Regions from separate parts of the Mus musculus genome. Here all the other regions are linked to region 3. Evidence: chromatin contacts called from public HiCAR-type and promoter capture Hi-C data. All regions are on one chromosome and are shown on one strand. Each heading gives the region's core, a stretch centred on a gene start, on an enhancer-like site or on the middle of the called end of the contact. The rest is flanking DNA. Distances are from core to core; before and after follow the strand shown.

Region 1 (3,827 bases), core at 1,190-3,689, 530 kb before region 3:
GTCATTTGTCCAGGGTTGGAGAACTTAACACTAGCCATAGAGGCAGGCCTTGCACTGTGTGCTAAGGTTAGACATGTCACCTAGCCCACCCTCCACTCTAGAAAATGCAAGCAGGTGGAGAGAAATGTAAATACCCACAGTCACGAGAGAATTCCAGTCACATACACCCAAATTTGTAAGATTTTAAAGTAAGAAACTCCAGAATTCCCTTTGTTAGAGGGGTAGGGAGAGTACCGGGTCTTACTCACAGCCCTGTCTGGTCTCAAACTCACAGAGCAGTGCCTCCTTTATCTCCTGAATGCTGCCATTAAAAATGTGCACCATGGTACTGGAGAGATGGTTCAGCAGATAAGAGCATTGACTGCTCTTCCAGAGGTCCTGAGTTCAATTCCCAGCAACCACATGGTGACTCCCAGCCATCTGTAGTGGGATCCGATGCCCTCTTCTGGTGTGTCTGAGGACAGCTACACATATACTCATATACATAAAATAAATAAATCTTTAAAAAAAAAAAAAAAAAAAGGCACCACCAGCCAAGCAAGGCCTCGCATGCCTTTAGTCCAGTACTCGAGAGGGAGAGGCAGTGAGATCTCATGAGTTCGAGTCCAGGACAGCCAGTGCTGGTTACAGTGAGAAACCTTGTCTTGTGGTGGCACTGGGGAGGGGAGGGGGGGAGGGGAGTGCACTACCATGGCTGGCCAGAATTCTTTTATATGAAAGGAGTCTTATGAAGCCTGGTGGTGGGAGTGGTGACAGAGCTAGTTTTTAATCCCAGCACTTGGGAGGCAGAGGTAGGTAGATGTCTGTGAGTTCAAGGCCAGTCTTATCTACAGGACAAATTCCAGGACAGCTAGCGCTATACAGAGAAACCCTGACTTGAAAAAAAAAAAAAAACAAAAAACAAAGAAAAAGAAAAGATGACTTACTGGCTGGAGAGATTGCTCAGTGTTTAAGAGTACTGGCTGCTCTTCCAGAGGATTGGGGTTTGATTTCCAGCGCTCACACTGTGGCTCACAATCAACCTTAATTCAAGTCCCAGGAGATCCAACGCCCTCTTCTGGCCTCCTCCAGCACTGCATACAAATGGTGCAGACATGCATAAATGGAAGTCACCCATACACATATAATAAAAAAATATAAATTGACCTATTTACATGATAAATGCCAAGACTCCGTTGGGGACCAAATAGATAAATAAATAAATAAATAAATAAATAGATAGATAGATAGATAGATAAATGAGAAAGACACACAGGCACATCAGTCCGGCACAACTCTCAGCTGTATGAAATAGTAGTCTTCAGATTTTATTTTGGTCTACCAAGCAGGACTAAATTCCCTAGGGCTAGCCTTCGGCAACTGAGGACAGTAAGCCTTAGAACCTAGTTCTAGAAAGGCAATGTTCTAAGCCGGGCACTGTTCTACGCCTTTAATCCCAGCACTCGGGAGGCAGAGGCAGGCGGATTTTCTGAGTTCGAGGCCAGCCTGGTCTACAAAGTGAGTTCCAGGACAGCCAGGGATATACAGAGAAGCCCTGTTTCGAAAAAACAAAAAACAAACAAACAAACAAAAAACAAAGGCACTGTTCTGGGTCCTCAGTGTGGGCAAAGTGCAGAAAACATGAGCACAAAATACCAGTTCCCTCTGACGTTGGAGTATCTATATATGAGCGTCACAGGATGAAGCAATGCCCAGATGCCTACACCAAGTGAGCAATGTAGCCTCTGAGAAGAGGCGTGAATCTATCGACTATAAAGGCTCCTGTCCAGAGTTCCCGAGTTAGAGCAAAAAGATCTTAACAGAAAAGGAGCAATTACTTCCTATCCCCGGGGGGAGAAAGAGAAGGGAGAACCACTCCTGGCCCGAGTTGGGTTTGTACAACCAGAAACTGCTTAAAATGAAGAAAGGATATTTGTCCTATTGCCTCACCCCGTCCTAAGCCCTACATCAAACGCTGCTCAAAGTGCTGGCGAAAAGCTGATCAGAAACGCCGACTCGCAGGCGCCGACCGAGACCCTAGGCTAAGTCACTTTGCTAGGGCTTCACGTGCACACTGGAACGGAGAGACCAGGGAGACTGCTATCACAACAGCCCCGTGAGAGACGCAGACTCGATCTCCACCTCGCAGGGGGCTAAAAGCGCCGTCCGGACCCACTCTCACAGCAGTCCGCCGTGATAAGGTGACCCTAGAGGGTGATGCTGAGAGGTGCTCCGGGGCGGCACGAGGACAGCCCGCGGGGAAGCGCAGCAGGCCCGGGAGAACCGGGATGGCGGAGCGCGCGGCCCGGACCCGGCGAGGCCAGAGTGCAGGCAGCAAGTCGAGCCACCTCGTCCTCCCCGGCCGCCCACTCACCTGAAGCCCGCGAAGGCAGCTCCCTAACTCCAGTCCCGGGCCGCCCCGGGTAAGTCAATGCACAGACTCCTGCATCAACCGCTCCACAACCCACTTCCGGCCAGCGGCCCTCACCTTCCGCTTACGTTGGTACCGGAGCCGCTGAGGTTCAAAAAACCGTAGTCGAAGTTTTCCATGACCATTTTCTAGTTTCTGACCTTAGAACATGGAGAGGGAAAAATATTATCCTGGATGGGTCGCTTTGAAAGTAATTGAGCAGAAGTAATTGGCACAGGTTCTGGGTTTTATGACTTTGAAGAAGTCACACAAACTTTTCAAGCCTAGTTTGTCATCTATACAAAGAGAATCATGATGCATTTCTAATAGTGAAAATGCTTTCAGAAGAGGAACTAGCAATGGATAGATGAAAATGTATGCAAGGATCCCGGCATAGGGATGCACGTCTTTAATCCCAGAACTAAAGAGGCAGAGGCAGGTGAATCTTTATGAATTCGAAGCCAGCCTGATCAAAATAGTTCCAGGACAACCATAGCTATATAAAGAGACCGGGAAGGGAAGGGAAGGGGGAAGGGGGAAGGGGGAAGGGGGAAGGGGGAAGGGGAAAAAAAGGGAAAAGGGGGGAAAAGGGGGGGAAGGGGGGAAAGGGGGGAAAGGGGGGAAAGGGGGGAAAAAGGGAAAAAAAGGGAAAAAAGGGAAAAAAGGGAAAAAAAGGGAAAAAGGGAAAAAAGGGAAAAAGGGAAAAAAAGGGAAAAGGGAAAAGGGAAGGGAAGGGAAGGGAAGGGAAGGGAAGGGAAGGGAAGGGAAGGGAAGGGAAGGGAAGGGAAGGGAAGGGAAGGGAAGGGAAGGGAAGGGAAAAGTGGAGCTGGAACTGAAGGTGGGTAGGTCAGGATGGTCTACCTCCCTTAGGAGGGCCTCACACGTGGCTGGTTTGGCTATCAAGGTAAGAAAGATTCTCCCAAGTCCTATGTAACAGAAGTGCCTGTCCCAGGCCTGTCGGTGTCTATTCAGTCTTCAGCCTTGTCAGTGCCATCTATTTGAGACGCTGTGAAGGAAAACTGAGAGAGATACCATACTTTCTCCAAGGCACTGGTGGGGAAACAGGCTATATAAGAGGTTGTGACAAAGAGATTTGAGACCAGCATCCCAGCTTCTGGGTTCTATGTAAGGCAGCCTGCCTGGCTGTGAACATTTGAACATCTGTGCCTTCCAGACCATTGGTAACATGGCCCTCACTGACTGGGGACTTCTTACCTGATTACAACCTGCTCATGAACCCAGAGTGAAAAATCCCACCCCCAGGGGACAAACTTTGATTGCTCCTGGGCAGCCATGACAATCTAGTTTCTCTTTGCAAAATGCTGTTTCCTAGTCTCCTATGAAGTGGGAGGAGCTTATAGCCCACCTCTAGTCAACAGTACTGGAAAGGAAGAGTTATTGCATGCTTCTAGGACTTTCTTGGCTTGCGCATATGGAG
Region 2 (3,864 bases), core at 158-2,657, 690 kb after region 3:
ACTAAGTTGGCTGGCGAAAGAGGTCCAGAGAGCCTGCCTCCAACCCTGCCTTCTCACGACTGGGGTCATGGGCACCATTCCAGCATCAGTGTGAGATTGCGAGGGATGTGATCTCAGGTCCTCGCTCAGGCTTGCAGGACAGGGACTTACTGGGTAAGCCAGCTTCCAGCTTACACTGTGGTTGTCCAAGCTTACAGGGCACGTGCTTTCAAAAGGCTTCAGTGTGAGAGGGCTGAGTGACGCACGCTTGTCAAGATTCCTTTAACAACATTTTGCAACGCCCTCATGCCTCCTAGATCTTCAGGAAAATGAGTGTCATGGAAGCTAGCAGGAGAAGCTCCTGCCTCCTATAAGAAGTCCTTGCCCCTCTCACCCCTCCCCCACACCATCATCTCTCAGCTTACATGGTAGCTGTAAGAACCCAAGCAAACTTCCTTTCATCACTACTTGTTGGAAGCAACACGCCGTCCACAAGAATAAGCTGGGAGTCTTAACTCTGCTCTTGTAAATTCTGAAGAGGTTTTGTTGCTATCTTTTCATGGATCTACCACAATGATATGAAGGAATTTATCTCATATACCTTTCATGTGATGTCTTTGTTTCTGGAAGCACAAACCTGACTCTGGTCTTTATATGTGGCCTTATCTTCCCACATCCTTCCCTCAAGTACTCTGGGAAGAAAAAGAGAGATCCCTGCTAGACAGGAGAGGCTCTAAGTATTTTCAGAGCACAGTTCAAACACTAAGGCAAGTGCTACTGTTGACAGAGTTCCCCGGTTACTGGGAATCTTCCAGAAGCTGCTAAGTTTCTCCTCAATAGTCTAGCAGAGCACACACGTCCTGAATCAGCTGGCCAATGCAGAAAACAAGTCTTCATTCTATTGTTCTAGAGACTTTACAGTTTCAACACCACAAAGTTGAGCAAGCACTTATTAATTTGTATTCCATAAAGAATAGGGCATAGGCTTACAAGAAATATCTGCTTGTATACAACAAAAATATTCAGAATGGTTGTGTGTGGAGGTCACTTCCCAGAAATTCAGAAGGTATCTGAGACTATACATAAAAAGATCTGGGCAGCATAATCACACGTATACTGTCCCCCAGCCACAGACACCGACCACGGCAGGCTCTGGTCTCTGATAGACCTTTTTCAGTTACACGAAGATGACACCATTCTTGACAAACAGCGTTTTGTTGCTACAGAAGATCTGCCAGGATACCAGGCTGCTGTCTCATAGTGGATAATCACAGGGTGGGGGTGGGGGGTGGGGGTGGGTGGAGTGGCCCTGTAGGTCAAACGGGAAACAGCCTCCAAACCTACCTGGGGTCACTTCAATTGTTGTCTGCTGCCTGAAACAGGATGGGCTCCCTGTGAGCACAAGCCTGACAAAGCACACCATCACCAAGGCTACCTCCAGGTGGCCAGGGACCCTGCTGTGTACTGCCTTCTGACTGGCTGAGTCCTGCGTGGTTGCTTAGGAACTGTGTAGACTCCAGAGCACAGCTGTGCTGAAACAAAGCCGATTTCCCTTTTGAGGCTGTCACGAATTTCAGCTAGTAAAGGGAAGGATGTTGCTTTGAGCCAAACCTTGAGCAAATTAGATGGTTTGTGTGATCATAGATCCAAGCAGTTAGCTTTTTTAGTTTACACCTTGGAGGGGCATTAACAAACAGCACGAGACACACACACACACACACACACACACACACACATCAGTACGACATTGGTTTGTGTCGAGCATTGACACAGCTTGGATGATTTTACAGTTTTGACTGTTACTGAGCAGTGGTTTGAATGAGAATGGCCCCCATAGACTCATGTTTGAATGCTTGGCCCCCAGTTGGTGCAACTGTAGGAAGCATTAAGAAGTGTGGTGCCTTGTTGGAGGAGGTGTGGCCTTGCTGGAGGAGGTGTGGCCTTGCTGGAGGAGGTGTGGCACTGGCGGGTGAGCTTTGAGACTGTTCACATTCCCAGTGTGTGTTCTCCTTTGCGTTTGTGGAAGGAGGTGTGAGCTCCCAGCTGTTCCTGACACCGTGTCTCTGCTCCACCATCATGGACTCTAGCTCTCTGGAACTATGAACCCAATTAAGTACTTACTTCTCTAAGTGGCCTTAATTGTGGTAGTGTTTTAGTCACAGCAGTAGAAGAGTAACTGATACACTGACTGTGGAGACTTCTGCTCCCAAATCCTTTTGTTTTGAAGCTGTTGCCATTTGTATTTCTCAGGGGTTGGAGTGTTTGTTTGTTTCCATTAGCATTTATTAAAAAGGTAAAAGAAAAATCACTTGTTAATGTAATTCTTCACTGCAATCTGCAGGAAAAGAAAACCTTAAAATATGTATCTAGGAAAGAAACAATAAATAGGAACAAAAGCAAACTTAAAACACAAGCAATCTATGGTCCGTCATATCCCAAACAAGTGAGCATTCATTTACGCAAATGTTTGTAGCACTTTCGATTGTGATATTTCTTTTTTTTTCCATTTTTTATTAGGTATTTAGCTCATTTACATTTCCAATGCTATACCAAAAGTCCCCCATACCCACCCACCCCCACTCCCCTACCCGCCCACTCCCCTCGGTTGTGATATTTCAAAACTAAAAAAACGACACACAATGTTCTTCAAAGAGTAATGGTCATTGGGCTTAGTGACACCTGAAAGGCTGAAACAGGAAGACTTCAGATTTAAGGCCCACCTGGCCTCCAAAGTGGCACCAATCCTGCCCGACAATGAGGGTCTCATTTAGTGAGACCCCCTCAAAACTTAAATGAGGGCTCGGTAGACAGCTCGGTGGAAGAGCATTTGCCTAACCCGTGCAACGCCTTAGGTTTAATTGCCAATTCCACCACAAACCAAAACAACAGAGAAATAAAAATGGCAAGCACAGTTTGGTGCATTAGACAACAAGAAAAGCTAAACTAGGGATACCCATAACTACATCCTGTTCTCCAGCTTAGCTGAGTAAGTGTAGCTCTCACCCCTCACCAAAGAAACTTGGTTTTGTAGCAGATGCAGACCACACACACACCCCATACACACCAACCAACCAACCAACCAACCAACCAACCAACTACACACACACCCCATACATACCAACCAACCAACCAACCAACCAACCAACCACACACACACACATACACACATACACACACCCCTAATCAAAACCCAAGAGAACAACTGACCATGGGGTGTCCATTCCCCAGTTGATACATCTATAACACAACTCCTACACCCAAGGCTCAGAGAACATCTTAGAAGAGGAGACAGAAAGCTGAGAAGAAACAGAGGACCAGGAAGTCTGCTGTGAGATTGTGCCTTCTAGCTATGACAGGGAAGTTAAACCCAAGAAATCTCAACATGGCTTCCCAAACAGGACTGGAACAATTCCAACAACAATGGACATCTTAACATAAAGGAGGGAAATCTCATGAGACCCACCCACATCCAGATGAAAAGCACGGCAGTTATAACTACTGAGAGAGGGAAAGTTAGCCTGCCCCAGGGATGAACGCACTGATTGGTCTCCATCACCAAGTGGGCATCCCTAGAAACATGTGTGTGTGTGTGTGTGTGTGTGTGTGTGTGTGTGTGTGTGTGTGTGTGTGTGAGTGCACAGGCAATGCTAAATGGGCTCAATGGGCAGTACTAGTCACACATATCTGTAACAACAGTGGTTAAAGAAGAGGAGGGTAGGGCAAGCATGGGAGGGGTAGGAAAGCAGAGAGGAAGGAAATGATGTAATTATATTTTAGTCAAATTATTTAAGTTCTTCAAGAAAAAAGTTTAGGATAATCTCAAGAAATTTGTCTGAAAATGAAGGAAGCCAATAACAAAAGTATCTGTGCTATATAATTCCACCC
Region 3 (3,573 bases), core at 80-2,579:
ATAAAAGCCCTTTCTATGTCAGAGCAGTAAACAACCTTCAATTCTTCCTACCACCTCCCCTACACCCATCCAGGGACCCAGTCACAGCTCAATCATCAGCCCAGCAGAAGCACTTATCCAACCTCCCCTTAAAGCTCAAAGAACACCCACTGAAGTCTCAGACAGGGAGTGCTACATGGAGGTCGCATGTGGAAGCAATCTTTCATCTCCTCAGCCTTGACCTATCTTTGGAGCCCCCTTCCCCAAAGCCAGGGATGCAAGGACGGTAATAGGTGTTTACTCTCACAAACAGTGGAGGGAAGGGTTGACCTGTGAAAAGGGTGTTAGTCCCTCCTGTCTACCAACCTGTGTGGTTCTCCTCTGCCTAGCATTCACTTCCCACATCCCCCTCTGACATCAAAGGAGGCTGCTTGGATTCATCTGGCCTCTAGATTGACTCTTTCACCCAAGAAGCAGAGACACGGGTGAAAGCTGCTCCTACCCCCCACCCACCCACCCACCACCCACCCAGCCCACCCCACCCCACCCCAGTGCAAAGCAATGCCCTACCTTCACATCCCACCACCAAGATTAAAGAGGAAAGACTCAAGCTGTCCAACCGAGCCCTGTTCACTAACAGGAGCACTGGTCCAGAACCTAAATCCAACCATTTCTGTGAGACACTGGAGAGGCTCTGGCTCTGGCCCTCTGGCCTTTCCTACCGCCATCCCTGTGGGTGTGGCACGCCCCACCTCAGTGTTATTGTTTTCTCAGGGGACAAGAGCAGCAGAACGGGCCTCAGACGTACCCACACCAAGAGCAAGGCCGCGGATCTGTCCATCTGAGATAATGCCCTGCGCTCTCTGAGCTCGCCAGGCTGACGCAGGAGTCTCTGGAGCCGACACTCCCAACATCAACATCCTCCTCATGATCGTGCCCGGGCACCGGAGGCTCAGAGGCTACTCTTCCAAGGTCACATAGAGCCACGAGGACCAGGTAGGAACGGGACGTCAGCCACATTTACGCCCCCACCCTCAGGTGTCACTTGTACCCTGCCCGCTAACCGTCATTTGTACCCAGGACCCCACATCCCCCACCCCATCCCGCTTCTACAGAGTTCCTCAGGCTAGAAAGCAAAGCCTCCAGCTCCAGCACAGCTGAGGATCTCAGACCCAGGAGCCGTCTCTGGTGAACTAGACGGAGCCCGGAGGGCCCATCTCACCTTGCAGGCGAGCCCCGCGGCCAGGCGGTCAGAAACGACCGCGGAGGCGGCGGTAGCAGCAGCAGAACGGGCTGGAGAGCGCGAGGAAGAGCCCCGCGCCGCATCAGCCTCGCGCCACGCCCTCTCCTCCTTCATTGGCTTGAGGGGCGTTGAGGGGCGGGGCTAGGGCACTTCAGACCAATGAGCTGTCTCTGAGATCCACCAATTAACGACGAGATTCCACATCACGTGTGCGCGGAGGCTGAGCCCCACGAGTCGACGTCACCCCAGCGGCACGAGCTTGGGTGATGAAGCGGGATGGGAGCTATGTTGGAACCGCTGCTGGAAACCGACCAGAGCGACCTTCCCCATGAGGTTTCCGATCCGCGGCAGTTTTGTCTAGGAGTTAAGCAGTCACCTTTCCTACTGGACTGAGTCTGGATTTCGGTCTTCCTTTCCCACCCATTCCCTATTCCAAATAAGCATTAGAACAAAGAAGGCACGCGGCGTAGGAAGGGGGGAAGGGAGCGTACGCGGGCGCCCCCGGGGACAGGAGCTTCTGCTCCTGGTCTCCAAGGAGGCGGTCGCCATGGCAGCGGGATGCGTCTCGACCCACCCGACAGGGTGTGGGCGTCTTCGTAGAGCACTTACTAAGGCTTGTGGATTTTTGCCACAGGCCCACCTGTCCGTGTGCGACTATCTCTATCCTTATATACACTGATTAGGACAAGAGGTTTAAAGTGCCGAAAGAGCAGTCAGAACACACAGGTTCCCGATCCTTCCAACTTAACTAGCGGAGACAGGCCTTGGACCGCTGAGAGCTTGCTTGTTTTTCCGATAGAATGTGGTCGCTGCCTGTAAGAGTCCTCAAGGTCCGACTCTTCCGTGTCCTTATGGCTGTTAACCTGACTCGGATCTTGTGTTCGCACGCTGGTAACAAATAGTCTTTCTGTGCTATTGTTTTCATAGCGTTACTTCAGAGGGCCCAGTGCTTCCCTGCTGTCTTCAGCAGGGCTTCTCAAACTTTTTATCGTTGTTTTGGATGGTACGTGCGCTCCCTACTGTTGAGAAAATTCTGTCCTCCAGAGCGGACATTGAGAACTTTTCATTCTAATCCCAGCCTACTCAACCCCTACTCCCACCTTTCCAGAAGCCCCGTGGTGTGTTCCATATCTGTTCTTTTCCAAGTCAGCAGACAGTGCCTCCAAAGTATCCTGAAGGCCACCACGCCAGGCAAAAGCAGCCTGCAGATGTATAGCCCCCGGAGACTTTTATAAATACTTTTCTTCCCATCTTCTTGCCCCTCATCCTACTTCTTCACAAAGGATTCTCATTTCCAGTCTTCTTTTGAAATATCAGATCTAACAACACATTCTCACATTTACATTCAAAACAAGAACCAAGGGCTTTGGGGGTAGCGGTCCCTGCCTTTCTGGAACGTCAGTTTACCATAGTCCCCTCTGATTCCTATTTCTCGCGTTTATTTTACTGCCTAGGTGTGTGTTGATTTTCAGTTTCAGGATTCCTGTTTCCCTTTTGCTGCTTTTCACTTGAAACCCATCTCTTGGTGAGCTCTATCGAAAGCAGAATAATCGCTAACAGTTTACTGTCTGAGGCAATTTTCTAATTGTCAACTCCTTTTAACATACTTTCTGAATATGTACGATAGGTAAGTTAATGTGCTAACAGACTCCCAAAGCAAGACACCCCTAGCTTACTGTGAGACCACCACACAAAAAGAACTGTGGTTTCTTGATCTTGCCAATACTCCTCATGTTCCTAGACTAAGCATCTTGGGTACCTGGGAAAACCTGTGATATGGAGCTGCCTGTACTAAAGCATGCTACATGTCTCCAGGAAAGGCCACAAATGGTTTTGGAAAGTTGCCTGGGGAAAATAAGGCTTTGAGTGCCGACAGAACACCAAGATAGAAGTTCTATGGCTGTTTCTCATTGTTCTCAGTGGGCCCGTGCACTGAGACGGTATGGCAACATCAGAAGTGCCCAGACCTATAAGGAGCTTCCTGGGCCCAAGGCCTTATTATCCAAAGCTAGGACAGCAGTCTCTATAGAGTTGAGGGCTGTAGATGAGAAGAGATGAGCAACTGCAGGTTAGGCAAACTCCACTTCCAGCTCTGAGTAGTCTGAACTTTATGAAATAAAAAAAAAACTATAATAAATCTCCTTGGAAAACTAATAATATGTAATAAAGTTGATAGATGCTTGGGGGCTAGAGAAATGCTTAGTAGATAAGAGAATTTGCTGCTCTAAGAGCAGGATTTGAGCTGGTCAGTGGTGGCACATGCCTTTAATCCCAGCACTTGAGAGGCAGAGGCAGGTGGATTTCCGAGTTCAAGGCCTACCTGGTTTACAGAGTGAGTTCCAGGACAGCCA

Evidence for each region. HiCAR-type assays count read pairs that join an accessible place to other places. Capture Hi-C pulls out chosen DNA fragments and counts their contacts.
Region 1: a contact with region 3 is called in a promoter capture Hi-C map of adipose tissue. The contact joins the promoter of Fastkd5 here to the promoter of 1700037H04Rik in region 3. A contact is called at or near these places in 1 of 115 datasets of contacts at active chromatin or transcription factors (embryonic limb bud) and 1 of 9 other capture datasets (adipose tissue).
Region 2: a contact with region 3 is called in a HiCAR-type map of embryonic stem cells, with 2.9 times the contacts expected there. The contact joins the promoter of 5330413P13Rik here to the promoter of 1700037H04Rik in region 3. A contact is called at or near these places in 2 of 115 datasets of contacts at active chromatin or transcription factors (astrocytes and embryonic stem cells).

What each region holds. Positions count from the first base shown.
Region 1 is chr2:130,627,563-130,631,389 of GRCm38.p6, forward strand. It overlaps Fastkd5 (FAST kinase domains 5), which reads right to left and starts at 2,440. Exons shown (of 3, transcript NM_198176.3): 1 at 2,354-2,440; 2 at 927-1,073. It overlaps Ubox5 (U box domain containing 5), which reads right to left and starts at 2,476. Exons shown (of 7, transcript NM_001255993.1): 1 at 2,354-2,476; 2 at 927-1,073.
Region 2 is chr2:131,846,249-131,850,112 of GRCm38.p6, forward strand. 5330413P13Rik (RIKEN cDNA 5330413P13 gene) reads right to left here and starts at 1,408. Exons shown (of 3, transcript NR_029381.1): 1 at 1,324-1,408. It also overlaps the pseudogene Gm14281.
Region 3 is chr2:131,158,752-131,162,324 of GRCm38.p6, forward strand. It overlaps 1700037H04Rik (RIKEN cDNA 1700037H04 gene), which reads right to left and starts at 1,330. Exons shown (of 6, transcript NM_026091.3): 1 at 1,202-1,330. Gm14232 (a long non-coding RNA gene) reads left to right here. Exons shown (of 3, transcript XR_003954063.1): 2 at 754-975.